Regions from separate parts of the Mus musculus genome. Here all the other regions are linked to region 3. The links are chromatin contacts, called in public HiChIP or PLAC-seq maps. All regions are on one chromosome and are shown on one strand. Each heading gives the region's core, a stretch centred on a gene start, on an enhancer-like site or on the middle of the called end of the contact. The rest is flanking DNA. Distances are from core to core; before and after follow the strand shown.

The links. HiChIP or PLAC-seq counts read pairs in DNA pulled down with a chosen protein or histone mark.
Region 1: an HNF4G HiChIP or PLAC-seq map of pancreatic cancer cells shows a contact between it and region 3. The contact joins the promoter of Mxd1 here to the promoter of Tprkb in region 3. A contact is called at or near these places in 1 of 39 promoter capture datasets (pre-B cells) and 2 of 115 datasets of contacts at active chromatin or transcription factors (astrocytes and pancreatic cancer cells).
Region 2: a contact with region 3 is called in an H3K27ac HiChIP or PLAC-seq map of extraembryonic endoderm stem cells. The contact joins the promoter of 1600020E01Rik here to the promoter of Tprkb in region 3. A contact is called at or near these places in 1 of 115 datasets of contacts at active chromatin or transcription factors (extraembryonic endoderm stem cells) and 1 of 9 other capture datasets (pancreatic islet).
Region 4: a contact with region 3 is called in a FOXA1 HiChIP or PLAC-seq map of pancreatic cancer cells. The contact joins the promoter of 2310040G24Rik here to the promoter of Tprkb in region 3. A contact is called at or near these places in 1 of 39 promoter capture datasets (pre-B cells) and 1 of 115 datasets of contacts at active chromatin or transcription factors (pancreatic cancer cells).

What each region holds. Positions count from the first base shown.
Region 1 is chr6:86,667,741-86,670,440 of GRCm38.p6, forward strand. Mxd1 (MAX dimerization protein 1) reads right to left here and starts at 1,419. Exons shown (of 6, transcript NM_010751.3): 1 at 1,196-1,419; 2 at 798-894. The coding sequence starts at 1,268.
Region 2 is chr6:86,525,995-86,528,694 of GRCm38.p6, forward strand. 1600020E01Rik (RIKEN cDNA 1600020E01 gene) reads left to right here and starts at 1,336. Exons shown (of 5, transcript NR_037960.1): 1 at 1,336-1,439; 2 at 1,897-1,980. Pcbp1 (poly(rC) binding protein 1) reads right to left here and starts at 195. Exons shown (of 1, transcript NM_011865.4): 1 at 1-195.
Region 3 is chr6:85,914,293-85,917,017 of GRCm38.p6, forward strand. It overlaps Tprkb (Tp53rk binding protein), which reads left to right and starts at 1,427. Exons shown (of 6, transcript NM_176842.3): 1 at 1,427-1,498. Nat8f1 (N-acetyltransferase 8 (GCN5-related) family member 1) reads right to left here and starts at 1,340. Exons shown (of 2, transcript NM_023160.3): 1 at 1,242-1,340.
Region 4 is chr6:86,486,975-86,489,674 of GRCm38.p6, forward strand. 2310040G24Rik (RIKEN cDNA 2310040G24 gene) reads right to left here and starts at 1,253. Exons shown (of 2, transcript NR_040293.1): 1 at 1,028-1,253.

The sequences.
Region 1 (2,700 bases), core at 169-2,668, 750 kb after region 3:
GATCAAGCTGGCCTCCAAATCACAGAGATCCACCTGCCTGAGTGCTCCTGAGAGTTGGGATTAAAGATGTGCACCATCATGCCCAGCTACAACTAGTATTTTAAGAGCAAGGAGGGGGACATAGGGACAGTAACAAAGATGAAATGTTATTGTGGATCAGGGACTGTGAGTTCCCAGCCATTAACTAAACACTGGTGAAATTCACAGCTTTTGAGGGCTATGAGGTAATCTCTGAGGCTAACAGGAAAAGGCTGCAACTTGCTGACATCTTAGTGTAGCATGCATCTTCTCACAGAAGTGGGTTCTACCCTCAATCACTCTGCTCAGCCACCAGGAAGAGAGGTCACAATTGGGTTACCAGGCAAACTACTGCATTTAATGTACACATTAAATATAAATTTCTACCACCTGTGTCAGGCCAGATACTTCATTTATAAAATCTCTATTAACAAGCAAAATCAACTGATACCATGCCACATTTTGAATTAAAGGAAACTCTTGCTTGTAAAGCAGGCAAACACAGTAACCCTGCTGCCAGACCTGCCTGGAGCAGCCACAGAGCTTTGCTTTGTTCAGACGGTAAAAAGCAGAATTAATCTTGCTTTAAAAAGTCACACTGAAATGTTAGACATTCCTATTTTTCTCCTCTGTTTCCTCAACTTAAAAAGAAGGACTGCTTGGCACCATGAACACATTACTGAACCCTCAATGTATCTGTAGGGCTAGAATCCTGTAAGTCAACTAACAATCAGCCTTGGTCATTTTAGCTACAGAGAAGGGGAACATTGAACAGTTACCTGCTACTGGTGCTGTTCTTCTTGGGCTTGTTCCTCCGTTTGAAGGCATCTCTGTCCTTGCTGTATGGCAGCATGGAGGCATACCCATGTTCAGCTTCTAAAAAACCGAGGGGTCCCGTTAATAAGTGGGCCCAGAGCAACTGACACCCTGTCCCCGCGTCCGTCTGTCTGTCGGAGTCCGGGACACCGGGCGGGAGCAGGCAGGCGGAATTCTGAGAACAATGCCTGCTCTTTCCTGGCGTGGACGCCCTCGGTTCGGAGCAGGTGTGGAAGGTTCCAGCTGCTCGCCGCCCCCCGCGCTCGGCTTTGGGGCGCGGGCTCGGGGGTTGGCGCTCGCGGCCGGCCCGCGCCCCAACCACCCCAGCGGCCGCCCGCCCGGCCCGCAGCCCGCCGTGCACCTCTCTCCCGCCGCTCCAGGTAGTCGGCCGCCTCCAGCAGCAGCTGGATGTTCATCCCGACGGCTGTCGCCATCCTGCACCCGGCGGGCCGCCTCTCCGTGCCCGCGGGCCACCGGCCGGGAACACCGAGGAGCCGCCGCGCTGGCCAGCCAGGAGGGGCAGCGATGGGACAGCACGGAGACAGGAGCCCAGCCGCCACCGCCGAGTGTTTATCCCGACTCGCCGCCGCCCGCCCCCGGCCCCGTCCCTTGACAGGCCCGCGGCGGCGGCGTGCCTCATTGGGCCGCCCGCGGCCCGGCCCGCCCCCGGCCCTCCGCGATTGGGGAAGTGCCCGCGGCCCCGCCCCAGAAGCCCGCTTCCCCCGCCGGTTGGCCGGGCTTGACAAGGCCCGGGCTCCGCCCCCCACGCCCCATTGGCTGCAGGACTCGCAACTCCGCCTCGTGCTTCAGCCTGCCTCCCATTGGCTCTACGCCGATAGCCGGGCCCCCTTGGGCTCTCCGGGTATTGGGCAAGTACAGTATAGGGAATGCCGCTGCGCCCGCGCCTCATTGGCCTAATCCTCGGAAACCTCCCGGCTACGATGACGTCACCTCTCTGCCCAAGCAGCGGCCCACTCCCGTGCTGCTGATTGGCTACAAGGCAGGAGGGCAGGGCGGGTCCCCGCCCACTGGCCGCCGACCTGTTGCCCACTGTCTCCGGGGAGAACTTCAGGCCTAGCTGGGGACCTCAGCAGATGGTGGCACCTAGCTCCCACCCCAGGGGTTGGGGGAAAACAGCCGGCTCCCGTATACCACACTCGCACCGAGTGACCTGGTGCATAGAGTAAGGCTGAACCCGAGGCCATCCCTTCCATCCCAGAGGAAAACACTTCAGAGCAGGCCTCTCCCCAAGGCCACCAGCACCCACAGGAAAGCTCACTTTGTAAACACAGGTCCTTGAGCATCGCGACTTTTGAAATGAGAGCTTATTCGAGACTTACAGTGTAATGTCAACATATTCAATTTAAATGGCAGGAATAAAGCTAATGGGTAAGAAGTCTGAAAACTGAAATGAGCAGGGGAGTTTAAAATGAAACGTATGAGTGTTGTCAGTATACAGTTTTAGCTTTCTCTGTATGCATATGTCAGGTAATCCACCTAGAGGGTTCCCATCCCTCAGGACAACCTGTGAGGGTTGTCATCCTTAGTTACATTTGCACATGAAGAAAGAGGCTCAGAGACAAATAACGTTCCTGTTTCCCCTTGGCTTGGAGAAAGACCTGAACCCCTGTAATCTCATCCACAACTGCCCAGGCAATCCTCTGACTTATAGTTATACAAAAACAAGACGAAACAAAACAAAACGATCCCAACAACAATAACAACAACAAAATGGCAGGTATCCAGAACTGCAGACAGCCACAGAACTAAATTCAAACCGCCATTACACACAACAGATTTGGGTGCGATGGAGAGGCCATGTTCCTGGTATGTTCAAGGATCCAATCAAGGGCTCTATGCTGACAC
Region 2 (2,700 bases), core at 86-2,585, 610 kb after region 3:
AGGCCCGAACTGCCGGCGCGAGGCGAGCGGGGGGCCGCAGGAGCGGGCGGGCGCGGGCGGGAGGCCGCGGCGGCGTCGCAGGACTGGCGGCGGCGGCGACGGGGGCGAGCGGGACCGGGAGCGGTCGACGGGCGGGTGGGCGAGGGCGCGGCGGTGGCGACTCCGGCGGCAGCCTCGGCGGTCTGGGCGGGGCGGGAAGCCCGCTTTCAACCCCGCGTACCCTCTGACCCCGGAAGTGCTTTCCGCGCAGGACCCCTAGGAGAAAAAAAAGAGGACCGGCTTTTTTAGGTCACAAGACTGCGCCAGCGCGCGCGACCCTTGAGAAAAATAACCCGGTGGCACCGCCGTCGGGTTGAAAACGGACAACGTGGGCAAAACTGGGGACCCGGCAGAGATTGAGAGGGAGCACGTGTTTTGTTAACCCTAGCGGCTCCGGCAGGGGACTGGGAAAATATACTGGTTTTGTGCCGGGGACAGATAATTGTTTCCCGGTCCGCCCAAGGATTCGATGGCGGAGCGATACAGGCATCGGCGGAGGCCGCTGCAGGCGGGAGCTAGGCCGCCGCGGGTCGAAAACGTGCGCGGGAGGGGACCAGGGCGCATGCGCGGCAGCGAGGGGGGGCGCGAGCGGCCCGCGTTGGCTTCCGTGGGGGGAGGGGCGGCGAGGCGAGGCGCGGCCCGGCGGCTGTGCACGCGCTCTGCTGGGCACGTGGGGCCCCTTCGTCCCCGGCGTCCGGGCGCCTGGTCCCAGCCCCCACCTTGGCCTCCGTCCGGCGGCTGCGTCCGCGACGCAGAGAGACTCGAGCGAGAGTCACCCGCCCCGGCGAGTGCCGCTCGGGCTAGTGGCGTTAGGAACGGGGGCCGCTGGAATGGCGTCCACTTACATAATGCTTTGTTTGCACTTGGTCGGCTCCGGTTAGGGAAGCCCTCGGAGGCGCTACCTCCTGCCCTCGTGTTTTATGTCCCACGATAGTTCCCGAGACCTTAGAGGAGCGGTGCGCACTGACGGCGTGCCGGCATGGCCCCCCGCATGTCCGCGCTGGCTCGCCCGCCGCCTGGACCACGCTTTCGGGAGGCGGCCAAGCCTGGGCGCCGCCGCCATCTTGGGAGGTCGCCCTGACCGAGGCCTCCCGCCGGGAAATGGCCCTCGAGACGCTGGAGAGCGCCTTGTGCTTTCTTTGCCGGCTCCTCGTGCCGCCGCCATAGTCAGCCTGGAGGAGGTCGTGTGAAGGAACGTGTTGTTTAATACTTGGCCGAAAGGACCAGCGTGGCGTTCCTCACCCCACCGCCACCCCACCCCCGAGCGGGGAGGGCTGGCGGCCATGTTTCCCAACAAAATGGCGACACGTGTCGCCATCGAAAAATTGGGCCGGGTCTGAAAGCTCTAGAATGTGCCTTTCATCAGTCTCAGAATTTCCCATAGGATGAAACAGCAAGAGGTGCTTTTGGAAGAAAGTTAATTCCCTTGGTGGGCAGGAGAATAAATAAAATGCAGGCCTGACACGGGATTTTTAAAAAACTGAGTAATGGCAGGCAGGTGTGTGCCTGTGTGTGTGCGTGCGCGCGTGTGTGCACAGTATGTAACCAAGTACCCAAGCATCTAGAAAAAATTTCTAGTTTTTTTCTAGATGTTGTACAGGTGGTGCTGTAACTGATTTAAGATTGTTATGCCTAATAAGCCATAGAATGGCAATGTCTCACTATTCAACTGTCCAGTGATCCTAAAGTTCACAGTTATGTCCACTTTTCCACCTTTACAGTCAAGAGGAACAGATTGTGGGTGTGGGTGTGCCACAGCAGATTCCATTCTAAACATTTTATCCCATGCAATATATATTTTTTTTAATTGAAAATTCCATGAAGTGGGTATTTATTTCTCTTTCTTTTCCCCAACAGAGCAAGACAATCCCAGAGAGATGAATGAAGTGAATGACCCAAGGTTACACAGGATGGAACCTATATCTTCTGATTTCTCTACTGGTGAGCACCTTTTGCAGATTTTTTTATTTGAATCAGAGTTTTAGAATTTAATTTTGCTGAGCTGGTTATCAGACATAGGATCTCTAACTTTTTAGCCAAGCTGTCTACCACTACGCCACAGTTTTGTGTGTGTGGTTTTTTTTTTTCAGTGCAGAGGCACTGAGCTCTGGATCCTCCTGTCTCACTTCACAAACACTGGAATGACAGGATGTGCCACCACTGGCATGTTGAGGGCATGGTAGGAAACACCTTTAATCCCATCACTGGGGAAACAGAAACAGGTAGATCTTTGAGAATTTGAGGCCAGCTGGGGCTACAAAGTGATACCCTGTTTCAAAAAAAAAAAGAGAAAGAAAAGAACTGACTTGTGTGAACTTGTCATTTCTAAAGGAGCCACTCAGAACCCCCCCCCCCCCCCCCCCCCCCCCCGCCCCGCACCTGTTTGTATGTTCCGTGCCTTCACTTATTCCTGGTGTTAGTGACATTTGTTTAGGCTCAAATATTATTTTACAAAGCCTCTGGATGAGGACAGGAAGAGGATGTGATTCAGGCTTGCCCAAAAGTTCAGTATCTGTTCATCTGGCCTCATCTGAGGCCCATTTCCCTCCACCTGGCTCCAAGGGAGCAAGCGAGCAGTTCCCTAGAGACTTGCTTTCCTCAGTTGCTTGTGGATGGATTTCTGGTTTCTCCATCCCAGTCCTTTAAGCAGATAAAATAAGT
Region 3 (2,725 bases), core at 177-2,676:
GCTGAAACAGAAAGGCTATAAGTGCAGGGCAGTCTAGCCCTGGTGAGTGAGACTGGACTCACTGTGGTGGACTTTCCAAAAGGAAAGCTGAGAAGTTACAGAGAAATGGTTTTATATGTGGCTACCTGACACTGTCTTCTAACTTTGGTTCAGACCTTTATTGTCTATATCTGTTTCAGAACAAAGCATATTTCAGAAATTCTCACTCCAAGACACAGCTGCTCCTGCTACATATGGTATGTTCTGATGTACATCTTTTTGTGCCAGAGAATTCTCTTACAAGAAAAGAAGTCATTCCGACAACCAACCAGGTGCACGGTGTCAGGATGTCATCTTTCATATGACACAGATCTCAGAGTTGCTACTGATAGTGAAGAATGATTGGGGACAGATAGGGACACTTTCATATTCTGGATTATGAAGACACACTTGTACTTCACACTGAGGAAAGGAAACGAAACGGACACCCTCTCATTTGTTTTGAATTAACCTCCCAGGTATCTCTGTAGGGGTGTAAGGTCGATTATCAGTAGAAATTAATTAGATTCTGAGTTCCAATGTGCCTGTGTCCAAACACCTGCAGACGAGGAGAAAGCCAAGAAAGTAAGAAGCAAACATCATATGAGAAGTGTCCTCATGTTGACCATCTGGCCAGAGAGGCAAAACAAAACGGAGCTCCAGGATTATTGGCTGTCTTTGCCTATGGCCCTATCTCCTCCTTATATATTCTGCTGGGTGAAGATGGCAGGGAATGCATGTCTGTAGGGTAATTAACCTACTATTTCAGACTGCAGGTTCTCTCTGGATAAACTAATTTTAAGATTCAAGCTCTTTATTCATTGGGTTCTCTTGACAGGTAGCAAGGACTAAAATCCGGACTCACTATCTTGGTGGCCACCCTTCCCCGTGAGCAGTACCCTGGTCTTGTATAATTCCCTGAGGCGGATGGCTTCTGGGGACTTGATCCCAGCGTCGCGTCCTCTGGTCTGCTCAAGAAATTTGCCTCTTTCCTCTGTCACAGCTGTGAAAGTCCACTTGTCTCTAGATCTCCAAGCACCGGAAGCGCTCCTTCAATGTAAGCCACAACCACGCCAGATCCCCGTTTCCACCCAAGAGCATACTCGGTAAACTGAGTCTGGAAAGCTCTGATAAATTGTGACTCCCATCCTGGTGAATATTTTTCTTTTTCACAGGAAAAGAGTGTTCAACACAGGCTAAGAACAGGGCTGACAACACCATACCTCAGCTTCTAGGCCCGACCAGTGGGGGCTTTTCCACCTCCGAAGCCGGGACAAATTAGAGTTAGTTCTCCTTGTCCTCCGCCAGCAGCTTCTAGCGGTACTAGGAGTCCGCTCCACTTCCATTTTAGAGCCAGGAGCACGCCCACCGGAAACTGGGCGCCTCGGCGCCCGCCCACCTATCAAACATTAAGCACTTCCGGAAGTAGAGAGCTAAGTTTCCTAGGGGACGATCTTCTGATGCGGGCGTAGGATGCAGGGTGAGTTCCGCCCTGTTGCTCTTTCCCTGCGGACAGTTTTGCGGGCGAAGTACGCGTGCCTTTGCCCGTGTTTGTCGCGAGCCCCGGTGGAGAGCGACATGGTCTCAGGAGCGCGGCTCGGGACGGAAGGCCGCTCGGCTGCGCGCGCCGGGGCGCCCCCTGCAGGCGATGCCCGAGGCTGAGGCTGGAGGAGCCGCGTGCGGACCGCACAGCCACAGCCAGGCCCAGCGCTGGGAGGGAGGCGCGGCGGAGAGCGGAGTCGCCTCCACCCCAGGCTTTACCCGGGCCAGCGAGCGGCCTTGGCAGGAGGGACCCAGGCAAGAAGCCCTGAGGGTAGTAGGGACGCCCTGTTGGAAAGCCTGACCAGCCTAAGCCGAGGGCAGGCCATGCCATCCGGGTTGGAGAGGAGTCAGGCAGGGTCCAGACTACATGCTGGTCCCAGTGACATAGTTAGTGCTTTAGCTTCAGCCTGACTTCCTCCTGAAGGACCCCGTGACCATTGGGATAGGCTAGAATTGCATTACTGGTGACAGGGCCCGGATGAGGACGCTGTTAAGGTGTTATTGATAAGAGGTGATGGCAGTGCTTGTGACAAGGATGAGTCAGGAGAGATGTGGATATAGAGTCAGAACGTGGACACTGGACGTGAGAAGCCTTAGACCACCTCCTGTTGCTAATACCACAGTACCTCATGGTGGGTGAGGTGTTTTGTTGTGTTTTCCTAGACAGGGTTTCTCTGTGTAGCCCTGGATGTCCTGAACTCATACTGTAGACCAGGCTGGCCTTAAACTCAGAGATCTGCCAGCGTCTGCCTCAAGCCAGGGAGCAGGTTAGGAGGCTAGGCAAACTTCATTTGTAATAGAATCGCTTTGGAGATAGAAGCCTTTATTTGATAATCATATAACTGGATTAACAAAATTTTGACCTGGGCAGCGGTGGCACACACCTTTAATCCCAGCACTTGGAAGGCAGAGCAAAACAAAACCCAAAAAACAAAATTTTGAGTTCAAAGGCCCCAATTGCCCCTGAGGTAAACTATTAACTTTATAGTGATATGAGCGGATTAATTATTTTTTATTTTTATCTCTTAGTACAAAGTCCTAGCCACCTTCTTAATTCCATACTTGGCCTCACCGTTTAATATCACACATCGGGAACTAAATGTCAACATGACTCTTTTTTTTTTTTTTTTTCAAAGAAAAAAATCACATGATCATTTTATTTGAT
Region 4 (2,700 bases), core at 3-2,502, 570 kb after region 3:
TGTCCTTGCTGGGATTTAAACTCACAACCTCCGGAAGAGCAGTCAGTGCTCTTAACCCCTGAGCTATCTCACCAACCACCCTTTTTTGCCTTTTAAGAAAGGATCTGGCCCTCAACTTCTGGAGCAGAAATGTAAACTTTATATCTGCCTGTCTCCACTTCCCAAGTGCTGGGATTTCTGGCCTGTGCCCACATCAGGAGGTTTGCCACTATATATTTGTTTGTTTGTTTGTTTTTTAAGGAATGCTCTTATCAAATGTTACAACATAGATAAAACACTGGGCTAAGCAAGACGCGCCTGAGCAAGGACGAGTATCCAAGCTCCTGCTTACACACACTATGTTGACTGGGCAAATTCCTGGAGGTAGAGGCAAGAGCAAGAAAAGGGAAGTGAGCAACAAATGGGCATGGAGGAAAGGAGGTTGCTGAGCTGGGGCGGGCCTGGGAGGGCACAGCGCAGGCGCAAACGTCTTTGTCTGCTTAAGGCGGAGTTGCTAGGTCCCAGACTTACTGCACAGAGCGTGCTGGTCTGGCTTTGTACTACCGTGTTTACTCAGGGAGCGTTGGGAACCCCTCTTCCTCCGCCCCCACTGTCCCTCTGTGAGCACGAAGAGGGCCTCATGGCAAACATGCAGTGCCTGCACACCCTCCGTGAGGCCCCACAACAGAGTACACACACAAACACTGCCTGCAGGCGCACATCACACAGTGATATAGCTCACACACCATCCAGTTTCTCAGGCACACCACACGAAGTTGTGGTGTTTACTTTAGTTTGCAGGCGGGCACTCTGCCCCCTGCCTTCTGCTCTTAGCTCTTACCAAGTAGCTTTAGTGAGGACGGAGGCCACCGGTGTCCCAATCCCTTTGTTTCCTGGTCTTGCATCACAGGCCTGCAAGATGCCTGCCGCCAACCCGCAGCCAGAGCACCCCATAGTGATTCTTGGCCAGACGGGCTCCCTGCAGGCTCTGGCCTCACTCATCCCGACTTTCTCCTTACAGGAGCACCAACCTGGACCACGTGCTGACCTGCTTGGGCCCTGAACGCCTCCTCTTGCAGAAACTTGGTTAGCTGAGCCTCTCTCACGCTTCCAGTTTTATTCTTAGTAAGGAGAGACGCTGCCTTAGCTTCCTCTTCTTCCATCTGCTGCACAGTTTAACAATCCTTTGTAATTGCTTGGTTACTGTGTGCCCATGTAAAGGGACAGACAGAAGTCCTGTCTGCTAACCACTGGCTTCCCTCCCCAGGGACGGCAGCAGAAAAGATAGAGTTTGCTTGGCAGCGACTGCAGCGTCTCAAAGGCACCTGCTCTCTCTGGCTGTCCTCTGCAGGCTCTGCTGCCAAACTACCTTGACTAAGGGATCCTGTGGGACTCACTTGTCACCTTGCCAGGTCAAAGCACCAGCCTGACTGTCCCTCACAATGCCCTATCCACCTCTTATCAAACCATTGGTTGTTGAGCCAGTCCCCAAATAGCAAACAATCCAAGGAAGAGCCCCTGGGTTCCAGGAGGTGGACTTTCGTTTATTGCTCTGGCCTAGAGCATTGGAGCCCTAGGATAGGATGTGGGCCTTGCCCCATATTTCATTTCTGAGTTCTTCATATTTTTAAAAGAATTATTTATTTATTATTATTATTATTTGTATATCAGTACATTGTAGCTGTATTGAGTTACACCAGGAGAGGACATCTGATCACTTTACAGATGACGGTTGTGAGCCACCATGTGGTTGTTGGGAATTGAACTCAGGACCTCTGGAAGAGCAGAGGATGGTTCCTAACCACTGAGCCATCTCTCTAGCTCCTTCATTTTGTTTTATTTCCTTTTTTTCATCTTGCTGGGGTTTGCTGAGGTTGCTGTTGTTGGGTTTGTTTGTTTGTTTGTTTTGGTTTAGTTTGGTTTAGTTTGATTTGATTTGGTTTTTCAAGACAGGGTTTCTCTGTTTAGCCCTGGCTGACCTGGAATTCACTCTGTAGACCAGGCTGTCCTGGAACTCACAGAGATCTGCCTGCCTCTGCCTCCCAAGTGCTGGGGTTAAAGACATGCCCCAGTTTAAAAATAAATAATTTTAGGCCGGGCATGGTGGCGCATGCCTTTAATCCCAGCACTTGGGAAGCAGAGGCAGGCGGATTTCTGAGTTTGAGGCCAGCCTGGTCTACAAAGTGAGTTCCAGGACAGCCAGGGATATACAGAGAAACTCTGTCTAGAAAAACCAAATAAATAATTAAATAAATAAATTTAAATAAGAAACTAAAACAAAACAGAGGGACAAGGAGGCATAGGACTTTAACCCCAGCACTCTCCTGTCAGTCACAAGGCAGAGAGGCAGAGCTCTGAGTTCAAGACCAGCCTGGTTGACAGAGTGAGTTCCAGGATACCCAGGACTATACAGAGAAACCCTGTCTTAAAAAAACAAAATAAATAGACAAAATAAGGGGCTGAAGAGATGGCTCAGAGGTTGAGAGCACCACCTGCTCTTCCAGAGGTCCTGAGTTCAATTCCCAGCAACCACATGGTGGCTCACAATCATCTATAATGGGGATCTGGTGCCCTCTTCTGGTGTGTGTCTGAAGAAGGCTACAGTATACTCATATAAATAAGATAAATAAATTCTTTTTAAAAATAGACAAAATAATAAAAATGATTTATTATTGTGGGTGGGTACCAACACATGTAGGGGCCAGAGAATAACTCTGGGTC